5 separate regions of the Mus musculus genome follow, and regions 2, 3, 4 and 5 are each linked to region 1. A link is a contact called in public promoter capture Hi-C data. All regions are on one chromosome and are shown on one strand. Each heading gives the region's core, a stretch centred on a gene start, on an enhancer-like site or on the middle of the called end of the contact. The rest is flanking DNA. Distances are from core to core; before and after follow the strand shown. Region 1 holds the start of Sgcz (sarcoglycan zeta). Region 2 holds the start of AI429214 (expressed sequence AI429214). Region 3 holds the start of Dlc1 (deleted in liver cancer 1). Region 4 holds the start of Zdhhc2 (zinc finger, DHHC domain containing 2). Region 5 holds the start of Mtmr7 (myotubularin related protein 7).

Region 1 (2,700 bases), core at 29-2,528:
TGGCCACAAACACCTCTGTGCAGCGAATTTACGAACGGAAACAGGCTGTCCCGGTGTCGCACGGGGGCAGGAGCGGGACAGAAGAGAGGCGGGCGGGGACGGGAGGGAAAGTGGCCCCGGACAACTTTGCCGGGAATACGGGCGACCTCGAGTAGAGATGGGGAGACCTCCGTATCCTCAGCCAGCTCCGGGGCACCGAGGACCTCGGGTCCTGCAGCCCAGCTGCCGTTGTCACCCGTGAGGGGAGCACCGGGTGGCCTCCAGCCGGAACAACGACGCGGAGGGCAGCCCCGCGCGGGAGGGCGAGGGACAGCCGCCTGTGTGTCCACGGCCCGGGGAGGGGCGCTGCGCCCGGGGACACCCCGCCCCAGATGCCCCCTCGCCGTCCAGCGGGACCCGCGACTACTCCGGAGACGCCGGGTAGCGGGCGAGCAGAGCCCGGGATGCGAGCGCGGCAGAGCGGAAAGCCAGCGCCGCCGCCGCAGGACCACGTACCTTGAGCTCCTGGATGTCCAGGTCCGTGGATCTGTCCATGGAGCGAAACTAAAGGAAGTGGAGAGGAACTGGCCAAGTTGCTCCCCGAACCGATCTAGTCTTTTAGTTTCCAGCTGAAACTCAGCTTTATCCTCCTCCAAGCCCTGGTAGCTTCTCTCAGTCTCATCCTCCGTGGTCTCGCCGCCTCCACCGGTTAAAAATAATACAAATAAATAAATATTAATGAGAATTCACTTTGTTTTACTTCTTCAAAGATTTAGGGACAGTTGATCTTTACCGCCGTGCGACACAGCTCAGTCGACTCAAGCAAAGGAGGGGGAAAAATCCACTCAATTTCAGATTATTTTTTTCTTCGGCAATAAGCTTAGAAACCAGCGAGTTGCTGCATCCCAAGAAAAAAAGCTGCTTCCCTGGACAGCATCATGCGGCAAAATTCAAGCAAATGTGTTCAAACTGGAGAGAAGACTATGTGATAAAAAGCCTTCCTCCGTCAGGCATACTCTGGTAGCTAATTTAGCACGCTGTGAGTCTCAGACATTAGCAATCATCAATTTCCCTGGCAAGATAACTGGATCCCCGAAGTCCTGCATAGACTTAAAAAATGTCTTGTAGCTAAGAGGTATTCTCTCAGTGGGGAAAAGACGGTAATAAAGTCTGAAGGGACCGTTCTCCTTTGAAGGTTATGCTAAAAGAGTTGAGAGAATAGGAGGTGGCTCCCACAGAGAGAAAAGAGCGAAGAGAAGAGAGGGAGACCGCAATTTTCCTCCTGCTTTGCTGTTTTACTGGCCTTCACCACCAGGTGACTGACTTCACTTCTCCCTTCCACAGCCAGCACTAAGGGGATTTCTCTCATCTGTCAAAAAGCAACATTTCCTCTCCAGACAAATACAGTCGCTGGGTCTTAAAGACTGCCCTCTGTCCGGAATCTACTAGGTGACAGGCATTTTAATTCACTTACTCTGTTGCAGCTTCTTGCTCAGATAAGCACAGGGAGACACAGGCTTGCCTGTATCATTTTTATGCATTCAATTAAATCTCGTCTGTATCCAATTAGATCTGGGCTGTTTAAATGTCACGTTGCTTTTACCTAAAATACTAATTTTAAATGATGAGACGTAGGATTGTTAAAGATTTCTTTCCACGATGCAACTCAAGATATTTTAAGTTTTCTGCTGGAAAATGTTTCTTTGAATTCATTCTAACAGGTCACTACATCGCACTTGTAATCTGTAAATTTGGAGGTAGGGGCTCCTCTGCTTCATTTACATATTTTAGGGTAAACACCTTGATTTATGTTAAGGCTTCAGTGGCTTTTTATTGTGGCATATAAAAATTGCAAATATAAAGATGTTTTCAGATTTCAAAAAGAGCAATGTAAATTATTTTATTTCAAAAAGAATGTATTTTTAAAAAATAGAAATATGACCACATATACTTTTCTGGACTTCTTCTCTAACTTCATTTTCATATTTCTGCACTGCTGAGCTCCAGCCATCTGGTCTACCTGTGTGAGTGCCGTTTCTTCCACTTTCAGCTAATATATACCACTGCCTCTCTGTCAGGACATCTCTTTCCTCTTCTGACTTCATGTATTTCCCTTTCTCTGGTTTCAATCTAATGCCAGTCCCTCAGAAAAGATTTTTTAAGGGTGAGTCCTTTGTATATTGTATTTAGTTAACTTACTATAGCAGAACCTCAATTTATCATTTTTGCATATGTGCATTGATTATCTGCTTGAATGTGTGACTTCTTCAATAAATGGTATGCCCTTGAGATATCAGACCAGTCTTATTTACCAGTACATCCAGAGCCTAGCAAATGATAAAGCATGCAAATGTGAAATAAGTAGATTAATGCATGTAAGAAGTCTTTAAAGTTACCATTCTAATACCTAAAACTGCCTGTTTTTTTCTTCCTGTCATCTCCACTATTATATATATATATGAATATATATGTGTTACATATATATGTACACACACATATATGTATATATACGATAGTCTTTTATATTATTATATATCTTACATACACATTATATAATTATATACATATATATTAATCTTATATATTATCACATTTCTCTGCATTTTTCTCCCCATTGAGTGTTTTGCAGCTAAGCCTGCAGGGCTTGGATTTATCCTTACGCATGCTGAGTTCTTTGCTTTAGCCCATTTCTATTTCACGTGTTTATCAAAGCCATCTTTC
Region 2 (2,700 bases), core at 200-2,699, 1.7 Mb before region 1:
GAATATTATCTGAACATGATAGTATGCTGCAGCTATTTTTCTTCTTAAACAGCAGTTACTAGAATGTTAAACTGTCCACAGTATCTCGCTACTTTTATGAAAAGAAAATTGATTAATTTCCTATTCATATTTTTTGGTCACAGATGAAGCTATTTTTAAAAAACAGATAAACTTACAGTGCTAAAAGATAGAAGTTGGATGAGCCTGGGTATTAGCACATGGACGTTATTAGAGGATGTACTTTAAAGACACATTCCTTGTTGGGGGTGGGGAGAAAAATGAATTATATGGAAATATGAATGGGAGCATGAGGGAGGATTTTGAAACAATTTAGAATAAAAACACGAATCCTGCTGGAAATCCCTTAGATCCACAATTGTCTTTCTGCTTTCTTTAATTTGGCCGAAATGAGGAAGTTGGAAAGTTCTTATCTTTAAAGGAAGGCTGACCAAATTTCTCAGATTATCTTTGAATATTTCAGACCATTGACCTTGGCAAAGTAAGGGAGTGGGTGAGGACACACAAGGATGAGTCGGCAGTGTCGGAAGGGATGCAGGGAAGGAAGACAAAGTGCATTTGAGAGTCCAGTGTGTGTGTGTGTGTGTGTGTGTGTGCGCGCGCGCGCGCGCGCGCTTTAGGGTCATCATCAGGATTTTCAACATGTGCCTTTATATGGCATTTGGGTCTGAGGCAATGTCTTTTAAAAGCCCCGTATTAGAGGGATGTATCATTGGGTAAGGGCTTGAGTTTGAAATTAAATAGGAGGATACTTAGACTTTCTTAAAGTGGAATTACTCATGTCACAAAACCCACTGTCCCTTTGTAAGTGGTATTAAGCACACTAACAGATTTCTTGAGCAGGCTGCATCTTTAGGCTTTATCCTCAGAGACTCAGATATACAGAATGCAGGAAATGCACCCGAACCCTCCGTGTAAAGCATCTTGTAGGTGGTAATAGCCATACAGCACAACATCTAGAGATGAAGGTATGGATCTGGCAGTTGGAAGGGACAGCACCTAACACTGTGGTTTTGAGGAATCTGCGAGGGTTTTCAGGAGCCTTGAGAGACTGTGGAGAGACCTTAGAGAATATTGTGAGTATTTCCATTTTTATTCTAAGGCAAATCTACAAACAGCTTCTCCCTTGGCTCTAAAACAGGTATGTATTACTGGGGACTTCAGATAGCACTTTTTGTGGAAATTTTGCGGCAAGACGCGTTATCTCTTTTGTCAAGTGCCATCTGTCTGTCTCCATGGGACTTACGTATGCTCAACACCTGGTCTGACCTGAAAGGTTTGCGACCTTTTCCCTTGAATTACACACAGCAGCCTGAGGGCTGAATTAAAAGCTGTTGAACGGGCTCCTGCAAGAGACAGGAAAGGGGCGGGATACCGGAGACCACTCACTGCGCATGACCGGCCCGCGTTGCCATGTCAACCAGGAAAGGCATACCCGGAAGAAGAAGCTCGCGGCACTCAACTACACCAAAGATTGTGCCCTGTCGGCTCCTCTTTACTGGTTCCAGACCCATTTTTGACCAGAGCAAAGCAGATGAGGAACTGAGTCCGAGACAATGGGGTGGCCACCTGCTCAGAAGCCGGAGGACTCAAAAGAAGAGCACGGAGGCCCGGCCCAGACGGACGTCTGTGCTACTCAAGTTTCAGAAGAGTTCCCCGGGTCCTGTGCAGATGAGGTACTGAGTTCTGGTTCCATCAGCTTCTCTGGAGAATTACAATCCTATTCACACACCTCTGAGAGCCCAGTCGAGACCAAAACGCCGACTACAAGTTCGGAAGAGCAAGACGAGCAGTCAGAACTTTCACTCTTACAGAAGGATGAAAATAAGCTGAGTGAAATGTGGATCAACCATCTCAAGAGCAAAGAAATTCATTCTGAAAGATCTCAACCCGACCGTAGACTCCCACCAGAAATCCCTAAGGAATCCGCAGAAGAACTGGATGCCCTGCAGTCTTTTTGTACTAAAAAAGTAAACTTGATTCACCAGAGACAGGATTTAAGAGCTAAGAAAAGCAACAGACCCAAAAGGCTGCAGCTCAGATGGATTGCAGAGACCTCAGAGGTAGATGCTTTCAATTGTACGATCCCTGATGAACTGTGGAACAGAATCTATTTGGAAAACACGAGAGCGACTCTGGCGTACATAGGGGCGATTACGCAACACATTTCTTCGCAGTGTCCCAGCTGTAATAGCAAAAGAGCAGAGCTGGCTCAGTCTGACTTCCTGAGACGAAGGAAAACTTTACTGCAGTCACTACTACTCCAAGAGAAAATAGATGAACACCTTCATACCACAGACTTTCTCACCCGTGTTGGAGAAGCACATCAGGGCTTCCCCAGGCTTTCAGATGATCCTAGGATCATCTGGAAGCGACTGACTGAGAAAATGCTGAAGGGAAGCTCCGGCTTTGGGCGGGCATATTCAAAGCAGGTGTAGGAAGACTGTACAAGTCTTTTTAATGATTCTCAACTCACACGTCCAACCAGATAGGAGGTGCTGACTACTAATGATGATATGTACTATGCCCAACCAGGGGATGGTGACTATTGGTGATTAGTGATAACATGTGTTGTGCATACATGTACCTGGTGTGGATTTGAGTAATTACCATCTCATATAGAGGAAATTTAGAAACTAATGTAAGATTTACTTCTGCTTCCTTCACTGAAGTCTAAATCAT
Region 3 (2,700 bases), core at 74-2,573, 1.7 Mb before region 1:
TGGCAAACCTGTTATCCATCCTTCACTTACTGCATTTTGTGTTTGGTTCACAGATTTGGAGATAGGCATAATATCTTTGCATACTATTCCATACAATTTTCCAAAAATAATTTCCTTCTAAATATAACATCATCTTTGTTATTGTAACTCTGGGTTATATCAGCCATTGCTACATTTATTTACTCCGGGACCACACATTTAACCATTAAGACAATTTAGAAGGCTGAAGCATGGTGACTATTTGACTTGACGATGACAGAAAATACGAATGAATGGTCAGCTAGATTCTCCCATGACTGATGTGATTGTACAGATTTGCTTCAGCAACACGGAGTGTTCATACAACATGAGATCTGAGCGGCGAATCCAAGTTTAATGTTAACAAAACCCGATTCTGACACTTATGTTCCCAAACTGAAATTAAATGTGCAGAGACAGAAATAACCTGTAAACTTGTATGTCATTACTTCTCTTAAAATAACAATTTACGTTGTGTGTTAGTAACAGGGTAAGTGACTGAAACTAGCTGGAAATACTAGAGAATTTGATTTTCAGAGTTTTCAGTAAGACGCTGATTATTGTTTGAAAGCACATTACTAAGAAAAAACGTTATAATGTTATGTCCTCTTTTTGTTGGGAAAACAGAGAGGAGAAAGGAGTTTCTAAAGTTTCACACTTCAATCTGAGAAGATTCATTGGCCCCCAGATATGCTACACCTATCAGCAGCGGCGCGTTACAGATGGATTGGTCAGTAAGTTAAGAATAAAAAGAAATCAGAAGAAAACATTTCTGCATGGGGAAAGAGACTCGAGCTACGTGGAACATATTTTAGAAATGACATTTTGCTCAAAAGATTTTGACTCCCCGCTGTCTACTGACTACACAGTTTTCCCCCTTCTGCTTTTCAGGGCTCAGCTCTGAAAGCAGTCAACAGCTGGCTGAAGATGGCAAGGTTTTCCAGCTCTGTCTCCTACATGACAGTCGCAGCAGCAGCCTCTTACCTGGACCAGGAGTTGCTGTTACCGCCAAGGCATGATGCTATTCCAGCCAGGCTAGGAGAGGAGTCTGTCCCGGTTAGCGGCTCCAAAAAATCTAAGTTCACATTGCTGGCTGAGGTCACGGCTCTATTCTGAGCAGTTCTCCTTAACGCAGTGTGTGATTCTAACAAAAAACCCCCTCTGCAGCTGGAGAGAGCCTCAGCTAACGCCGGATCCTGTCAAGGCGTTCCTAGTGACTTCTGTCCTCTAAATGCAGACTGATGTTTTGCGAGAGAGGGGCCTCCACCAGCAGGCCCAGATTGCCTGCAAAGTATTTCCTGCCTCCGAGAAGTTTGCATGTGAGAAAGCCTGCACGAAGCCGGAGGGGAGGGGCTGAGCAGAGCCGCCTGGGCGTTGAAGCTCTGATTTTACACAGAACCAAAGTGAGTTTGTCAAAGCTCTTGAGATGATTAGTTAGCGTCAGAAAGTCCTAGAGTCCTTCCTATCCCACAGGGCTCGTGGAAAACAAGGAAGGAAGAGAGTGCAGCTCTCCCCTCTGCACAGTGTTACTTTCTACTGTGTTAAATGGAGAACACTTCTCCTAATTCTCATTTCAAAAGTTTTCTAAGACAGATGAAGTCTGAGCCTTTTAATACCGTAATTCTTCTAAAGTTTAGAACCTTAAAAAATAACTTCAAAATTTAAATCCTGGACTTGGGGAAGGAAAAAAAATCTGTAAGTAAAATTCCGAGAATCGAGGAAACAGAGAATTTTCTTCTCTCTCTCTCATCCCCAGAATTCTGAACAGAACACAGTGGTTTGTGTTACAGCACGTGAAGCCTCCTTACCTCCAGTAAGGGATCCTCCAGTTACAGACAACCACGGCTGCAAAGGCTGGAAAGGCTGGAGAAGGCAGACTCCATCTTGATCAAGTTAGAAGTCCTGCTGACATAAAACACTTGCGATGCTTCCTCCAGCATGGCCGAGTCTCTCAATCACATCTCTAAAGTGGCTAGCAGAGTGTATGCCTCCTTCCCCAGACAGCTTGTGAACTCTCATCTGTTTATCTTTTCTGCTTTTGTGCCTCCACTGCGTGACTTCCTCCTAGCTGCTCCGGCCTGGGAGCTAGGACTACCATTTGGTTTTGATTAAAACCAGACAGCCAACTCTGGAGAATTTAGGGAATAAGCTAATGGAAACTGCGAATATGGCTTTAATTAGTGCATCAATTAATAATAGATGTTAGCTTGTCTTATAATAAGATGTCACAAATGCAGAGCTCAAATCATTTCTGGAAAGAATTCATACAGAGTCTCTTTTATGACCCAGAGTTCTCCCTCAGGGAAAGTGCAAGGGTAAGACGGACAGTGGCCTTGGGACATGTAGGTTTGTGGCCAGGCCAGTGGGATAGCTTCCTTGTTTACACCAGAGAAACGGGAAACAACATCTGTCCATTTATCTTATTTGGTTGAAACTACTCAGTAATCGTTCCCTTTCATTTTAGTTACATTAAAAGAGTTCATTCTATAGCTCTAGGTGACTTAACTAGTCCTTTAAAAAATGATTAGGAATTCGATGAATCTAATTATTGACTCTGTGTGAGGGTTGTACAATTTTAGCTTGTCAATAATATAAAATTTAAGAATAATTCCAATATCCAAGTAAGAAATAAGTATAAAACCACATAATGAGATGCAGGAGAAATTAAGCCTGCATGTCTCA
Region 4 (2,700 bases), core at 92-2,591, 1.8 Mb after region 1:
GCCATCCTCTGCTATATACGCATGAGTCCCACCTCCTGTTTTCTCTGATTGGTGGTTTAGTCCCAGGGAGCTCTGGGGGTGCCGGTGAGCGAGGTTGTTTCTGCGTTGATGCAGTAGCTGTTTCAGGAACATTGGCTTGATATTTAATCCAGTCTTGGGAAGATAATTGAAAAGCCAGGAGGACATAATTGGAGCTGGGTTTCTATACTTCAGCATTCTTATCACGTTTATCAAGTAATTCTACCCAATCTGGTTGTGTGGAGTAAATATAGTATTCATTAATGATATCTGGTACCTGTTACACATACTAATTGTTTATATAATGGGAGGAGTAATCTCAGAAACACGTTCCTTTCCCATTCACCAACAATTAACTGTGGGATGTTTGTTCTAACTACCATTAGAATCACGTTCCAGTGGTTTTGACAACCGCTTTAAACTCTACTATATGCTAAATTTAGAATCGCTATCACAACCAAAATCACTGTCAGGCTGGATAGGATGGGAAAGAACGCAGAGAAGGAATCGCTTGGCTCTTGGGAGATGGGGACGGTAAACTTTACTCTTAGAATCACAAGACAGTTTAACACAAAAAGAGAGAATCTTCTCTCAGCAAAGATCTGCCAGCCCTAACTCTAGTTACTGTCAATGGATTCACAACGTAAAATTCAACTTGCTCCCTCTGGCTAGGGCCTCTGGCAACCCTCTTCATGGCGATCTGGGCACCTAGGTAGGCGTTCTCATGCCCAAACACCATCATTTCGCTGGTCTGTTCTGGAAACTGACCGCACTTTGGCTACTCTCAGCCAGTTTACTGGCACCCACAAGTTAAAGCGAGAATTTTCCTGACAGATGCAAGGGTGAGGGCCTGGGCGCCTAAGGACTTGGCGCAATCCTCCCTGGGCCTGGCCGGTGAGGAGTGGGATAGCAACTGGCTGGTCCCGGGGGCGGGGCGAAGAGGGGCTGACGCTCGTCCTCCTACAAGCGACACCTTGCAGCTCGTCCCCCTCCGATCCGCGCCCTGGGAGTGGCTTGCGGCTGGGGAGGGTGACCCAAAGCGAGTGTCAATTCTCATCACAGTCCCGCGATCCAGGGCCAAGTGCAGGGGCGGGAGGGCCAAGGTGGGCACCGGGTCGCCACCTCGAGCGCCCCTGCGGTGGCCCAGGGCAAGGGCGCACGGGTAGCCGAGAGTCCGAGGGCGCCGTGGGAGTCCGCGTCCGGATCCCTGCACCCGCCCGAGGGCGCAGCCCGCCGCGCAGTGGGAGGCAGCGAGGCGGGGACCGGGCGGGGACCAGGCGGGGGCGGAGCGGAGCTTCCCGCCGCCTCGTCGCCTTCGTCCTCCTACTCTGAGCCGCCGCCTCAGCCCGGCAGAGCAGCGGGAGTCCGCGGCGCCCGCTCGCTGCCGCGGGATGGGGAGCTAGCGCCACGGCGGCCGCGGTGGCCGCAGCACAGCCAGCCGCCGCCCCCGGGCCTGTCCCGTCGGGTGCTCCGGGAGCCCCGAGCCCGGCCCCGAGCCAGGCCCACGGGCGGCGGCGGCGGCAGAGCTGGGCAGGTGTCTGCGGCTGGAAGATGGCGCCCTCGGGCTCGGGCGGCGTGAGGCGGCGGTGCCGGCGGGTGCTCTACTGGATCCCGGTGGTGTTCATCAGCTTGCTGCTGGGCTGGTCCTACTACGCCTACGCCATCCAGCTGTGCATAGGTGAGTGGGTGCCCGCGTCCCGAACCCCACACGCTGTCCCCTCGCGGTCCCGGGACTACAGCCCCGCTCTGCGATTGCTTCCACTCTGTGCATCCGCTGGGTTCTCCCCACCCCGCCGCGCGCCCTGGGCGCTTCCCAATACCTGCTTGCCTGCCGCCCCAAACCTCTCTCCCCACCACCACCACCCCAAGCGGAGGTCAGCCGGCCTCCTGGAGACCTCCTGCACTCTGTCACTCCCTTGGTCTCCCCTTGCCGCTTTTGGGTTACTGGGTCACCTCCACCCCAGGACGCACGGCCAGGAGTACCCCCTTCTGCCTTTTACTCACCACTGCCACCCCAGCCACACCCTCTCACCGAGCAGGACAGAACAGGGGACCACTGTGGTCACTGAGGCTGGGAAGCTGCCCTGGAGGCCGGAGAAGCTGCCCTGAAGGCTGGGCCAAGAATCAGAGCTGCGCCAGATATGCGATGGGGAAACACTGGCCTTAACCTCGCTCGGATGGCAGAGCCAGCTTCTTTTCTGATGGCCATAGACCCACTTTTTAAAAAATGATAACAGTACTCACGAGCGTTGTAACCGCCTGTGTGGTTTGAGGGTTGATAATTAGCCACTTTCTAATTCAAAAGGAGGCAGGAAGGGCGAGCCACTAGAAAGTATCTTTCGAAGACCTGTGAGAAATATAGAAGACTATAGTTTAGATGCTGGGAAAATAGAGAGCGGGGCAGGAAAACCATCATCTGAAGTGCATAGCATCCAGAGAACCAAGTGCCCCAGTCCAAGATAAAGCTCCTGAATTGGTGGGTGGGGCACTTTCAGCACTGAAGATTTGTTTTTTTAAGGTTGATTATTCATAAGCAGGGAATACAGTTATGAAGCTTAATGTAAACTTTCTGCCTTAGGAGGTTCCGTGAAAGCTGATGTGTGTTATCAGGAAGAAATGTTCACACAGGGGATGACTCTTCTGCCAGGGATACGTGAATATTTTGTCTGATGTTTACCCACT
Region 5 (2,700 bases), core at 194-2,693, 2.0 Mb after region 1:
AATACCCTCTCATCCCCGCTGCCGACATCCACATAAGACACCACCTGTACAAAGGGCCCCTTCATCATGAAAGAGGAATGCCCTTGGCAAAAGACAAAGAGAATCATGGGTTAAACTCATCACTCTTGAATAAATTATTTAGTACCACTTAAGACCTGAGAGCCCTGAGCCACGGATCTTGTGGTTTATGGCACTGTCTCCTAAGTTTACAACTTCCTGATTGTAAAGTAACAGTTTCATTCCATGGGGCAACGTCAACACAACTGAAACTCACCGCTGGAACTGACGGTCTCCAGCAGGCTAGAAGACTAATTCTTCCATGAACACAATATTAATGAGGCTTTTACTAAGAGGTATGGGCAACCATCTCTGAATGTAGGGATAAATTCTTGCTGGATAAGGAGCAAAGTAATTAAATATACGTTCCCATGAAATGATAATAGCCCTGGGATCACATGACTTCTGTGCACTCGGATATAATTTTAGTCCAAGTCTGTCTGGGACCTAGATTTTAAATATAAGATGATTCTGAAAAGACTGTGTGGTGGTAACTAAGAGAGAAACAACGGGATTTTTAAAAAGGTCTTCCTTCCCAGAGGTTTTTAAAATCAGACAAGAATCTCTATCATTATTTTAATTCTAAATTATATTGCAACAAAGAGTGGCAAGGTTTGGTACTATGGCTAAGGCTTCCAGTCTTAATTAACTGTATAATCTGGAAATAATCATTTCTGTTGAGCGGCAAACGCCGGTGTGTTTTAACACACACTCACGGGTGAAATCTATACGCAGCATCTTCTTCCCAAGGGGCCAAACAAACGGGAAAGAGAAGAATACGCCATCATTCAGTCATGGCAAATATGTATCCTAGGCTCAGCTGCAGGTCCCTAGCAGCTCCAAAATGGGAAAGGATGCTTCGGGTGAGTCCAATCCTTAGCTTCAACAAGCTTCCAAGTTCATTCAAACCATCTGTCTATAACGCACTTTCTTTGCACCTGCTATTCAAGAGCTTGCTTCCTTTTCAACTGCTCAGAGCTACCAGCACCTTCTTTAAATGAAAATATTTAAAGAAAAACCGTTTATCAGCACCCTGTTACTCAACAGACAAATGGGGTCCATTCCCTCCTGCCCACCCCTGCGTCCACTGCGCACCACCTCACCCCCAAGGACAAGAGATTAGCGCCAGCTAGGCCTGTGAGCTAGCAAGAGAAAGACCGGCCTCGCAGTGCTCTGGGAGATGCTAGGGCGCCGCCAGCTCCTCCCTCGTTCGCGGTCCAGCTCCCGGCCGGGCAGCCCCGTGCGCTTAGCATCCCTCCTCCTTCTCTGCCTCCTCCGCCCGGGCCACCAACCTTGGGCGTGCGGATGTGCTCCATGGCGGGCCCGCGTCTGCAGGGTCCCCGGCGGGCGCGGCCTCACGCACCTGCGCGCGCGCGTGCGGCGCAATGGGAAGGGCGGGGAGGGGGCTTCGGCGGCCGCGGGCGTGGGCGGGTCCCGGCCTTGGCTCCTCCTCCAGGTGCGCCGGTGGTGCTGGGCGCCTGCGCGGGCCTGAGATCGCGGCTCTGCGCCTGCTCGCACCTGCGGGTCTCACCCTTGGACTTTGCTCTCCTTTCCGCTCCCTCTCTCTGGTGGAGGCTCTCACTGCCCAAGTCACTAGGTATTTTTCCAGATGGGGATCTTCAAGCTGGCTGCGGTGGCGCTTGCCTGTAATCCCAGCCACTCAGGAGGCTGAGGCAGGAAGATCATTTGGGTCCAGCAGCTTGGAACAGTAAAAGAGACATAAAGATACCCCCCATATTTTCTTTTTTTAAAAAAAGAAAAATCAAAACCCAAAGAGAGTCAGGCAGCATAAAACGGTAATACTGTGGCACCACTGTTTCCTAAGGCACAAAGAGGGCCTTGTGTTGGGTGTGGTTTCTTGGAGAGATGCGAATGAATCTGTGAAGCTTTATACCCTCATTGGCTGCCTTCCAGAGCATCCGAAGATAGGTGGAACTTCAGAATGTGGTAGGGGGAAAAAATGACTGCACCCTGATGCAGTATGCATAGTCTACTGGGTTCTGGATGTATTCTGGCACAGGCTCAGTCAGCAGAGTCTTTGGGGTGAAAGTGAGAGTAATACCAATGTTGTTTGTGCCCTAGTACTAAGGTTGCTGTCAAGTCAGACATCTCACATAACCATGTGACTTCACTGATGGAATCTTGATAGAGATGTGAAAACCCCAGATCCTGTGTTAGGTACATATCGGCTGTCTTTTCCTAGCTGTAACTAAACGACAGCTAGAGACACAAAGTATCCACTATGAGGTCCCTTTAAGGCACCAAGGGAATCCAGAGACTAAAAACACCCTCTGCCATACTGAAGTTTCATAGAACAGTTCTTGGAGTAGTATTTGTTTCGTTGTTTTCCTGGCCCTTGTTTATGACATTGTTGTAAATTCTTTGACCTTACACATTGTTTTTGATTTTGTTTTTTTTTTTAATCTCCTGTTCAATACCGGCATATTGCAACCTTCAAAATATGTTTTCATTAATGTCGAATTCATTTTAAAATTGTCACATCCCCTTTGCACGTTTTGGACCATATTCATACTCCTACCACCCGAGAGGGTAGATTGGAACAAGCTATAAAACATCACTTGTAAATGACAAGAATAAGTCAAAGTGTAATTTTCCCTTTTGTAAAGAACATCAGGGGTAGTC

The links. Promoter capture Hi-C pulls out the DNA fragments that hold promoters and counts their contacts.
Region 2: a contact with region 1 is called in a promoter capture Hi-C map of liver, with 5 times the contacts expected there. The contact joins the promoter of AI429214 here to the promoter of Sgcz in region 1. A contact is called at or near these places in 2 of 39 promoter capture datasets (hippocampal neurons and liver).
Region 3: a promoter capture Hi-C map of liver shows a contact between it and region 1, with 4 times the contacts expected there. The contact joins the promoter of Dlc1 here to the promoter of Sgcz in region 1. A contact is called at or near these places in 4 of 39 promoter capture datasets (frontonasal cranial neural crest, hippocampal neurons and liver).
Region 4: a contact with region 1 is called in a promoter capture Hi-C map of hippocampal neurons, with 5 times the contacts expected there. The contact joins the promoter of Zdhhc2 here to the promoter of Sgcz in region 1. A contact is called at or near these places in 2 of 39 promoter capture datasets (cranial neural crest and hippocampal neurons).
Region 5: a contact with region 1 is called in a promoter capture Hi-C map of liver, with 4 times the contacts expected there. The contact joins the promoter of Mtmr7 here to the promoter of Sgcz in region 1. A contact is called at or near these places in 2 of 39 promoter capture datasets (cranial neural crest and liver).

The regions. Positions count from the first base shown.
Region 1 is chr8:38,660,230-38,662,929 of GRCm38.p6, forward strand. Sgcz (sarcoglycan zeta) reads right to left here and starts at 1,279. Exons shown (of 8, transcript NM_145841.2): 1 at 496-1,279. The coding sequence starts at 534. All of the region lies in intron 1 of Gm40493 (a long non-coding RNA gene), which reads left to right.
Region 2 is chr8:36,992,126-36,994,825 of GRCm38.p6, forward strand. AI429214 (expressed sequence AI429214) reads left to right here and starts at 1,450. Exons shown (of 1, transcript NM_001039220.3): 1 at 1,450-2,700. The coding sequence starts at 1,575. The coding sequence ends at 2,456. The region is part of intron 2 of G630064G18Rik (RIKEN cDNA G630064G18 gene); the gene reads right to left.
Region 3 is chr8:36,951,119-36,953,818 of GRCm38.p6, forward strand. It overlaps Dlc1 (deleted in liver cancer 1), which reads right to left and starts at 1,324. Exons shown (of 18, transcript NM_001194940.2): 1 at 1,003-1,324.
Region 4 is chr8:40,422,474-40,425,173 of GRCm38.p6, forward strand. It overlaps Zdhhc2 (zinc finger, DHHC domain containing 2), which reads left to right and starts at 1,342. Exons shown (of 13, transcript NM_178395.4): 1 at 1,342-1,696. The coding sequence starts at 1,570.
Region 5 is chr8:40,633,349-40,636,048 of GRCm38.p6, forward strand. It overlaps Mtmr7 (myotubularin related protein 7), which reads right to left and starts at 1,444. Exons shown (of 14, transcript NM_001040699.1): 1 at 1,350-1,444. The coding sequence starts at 1,373.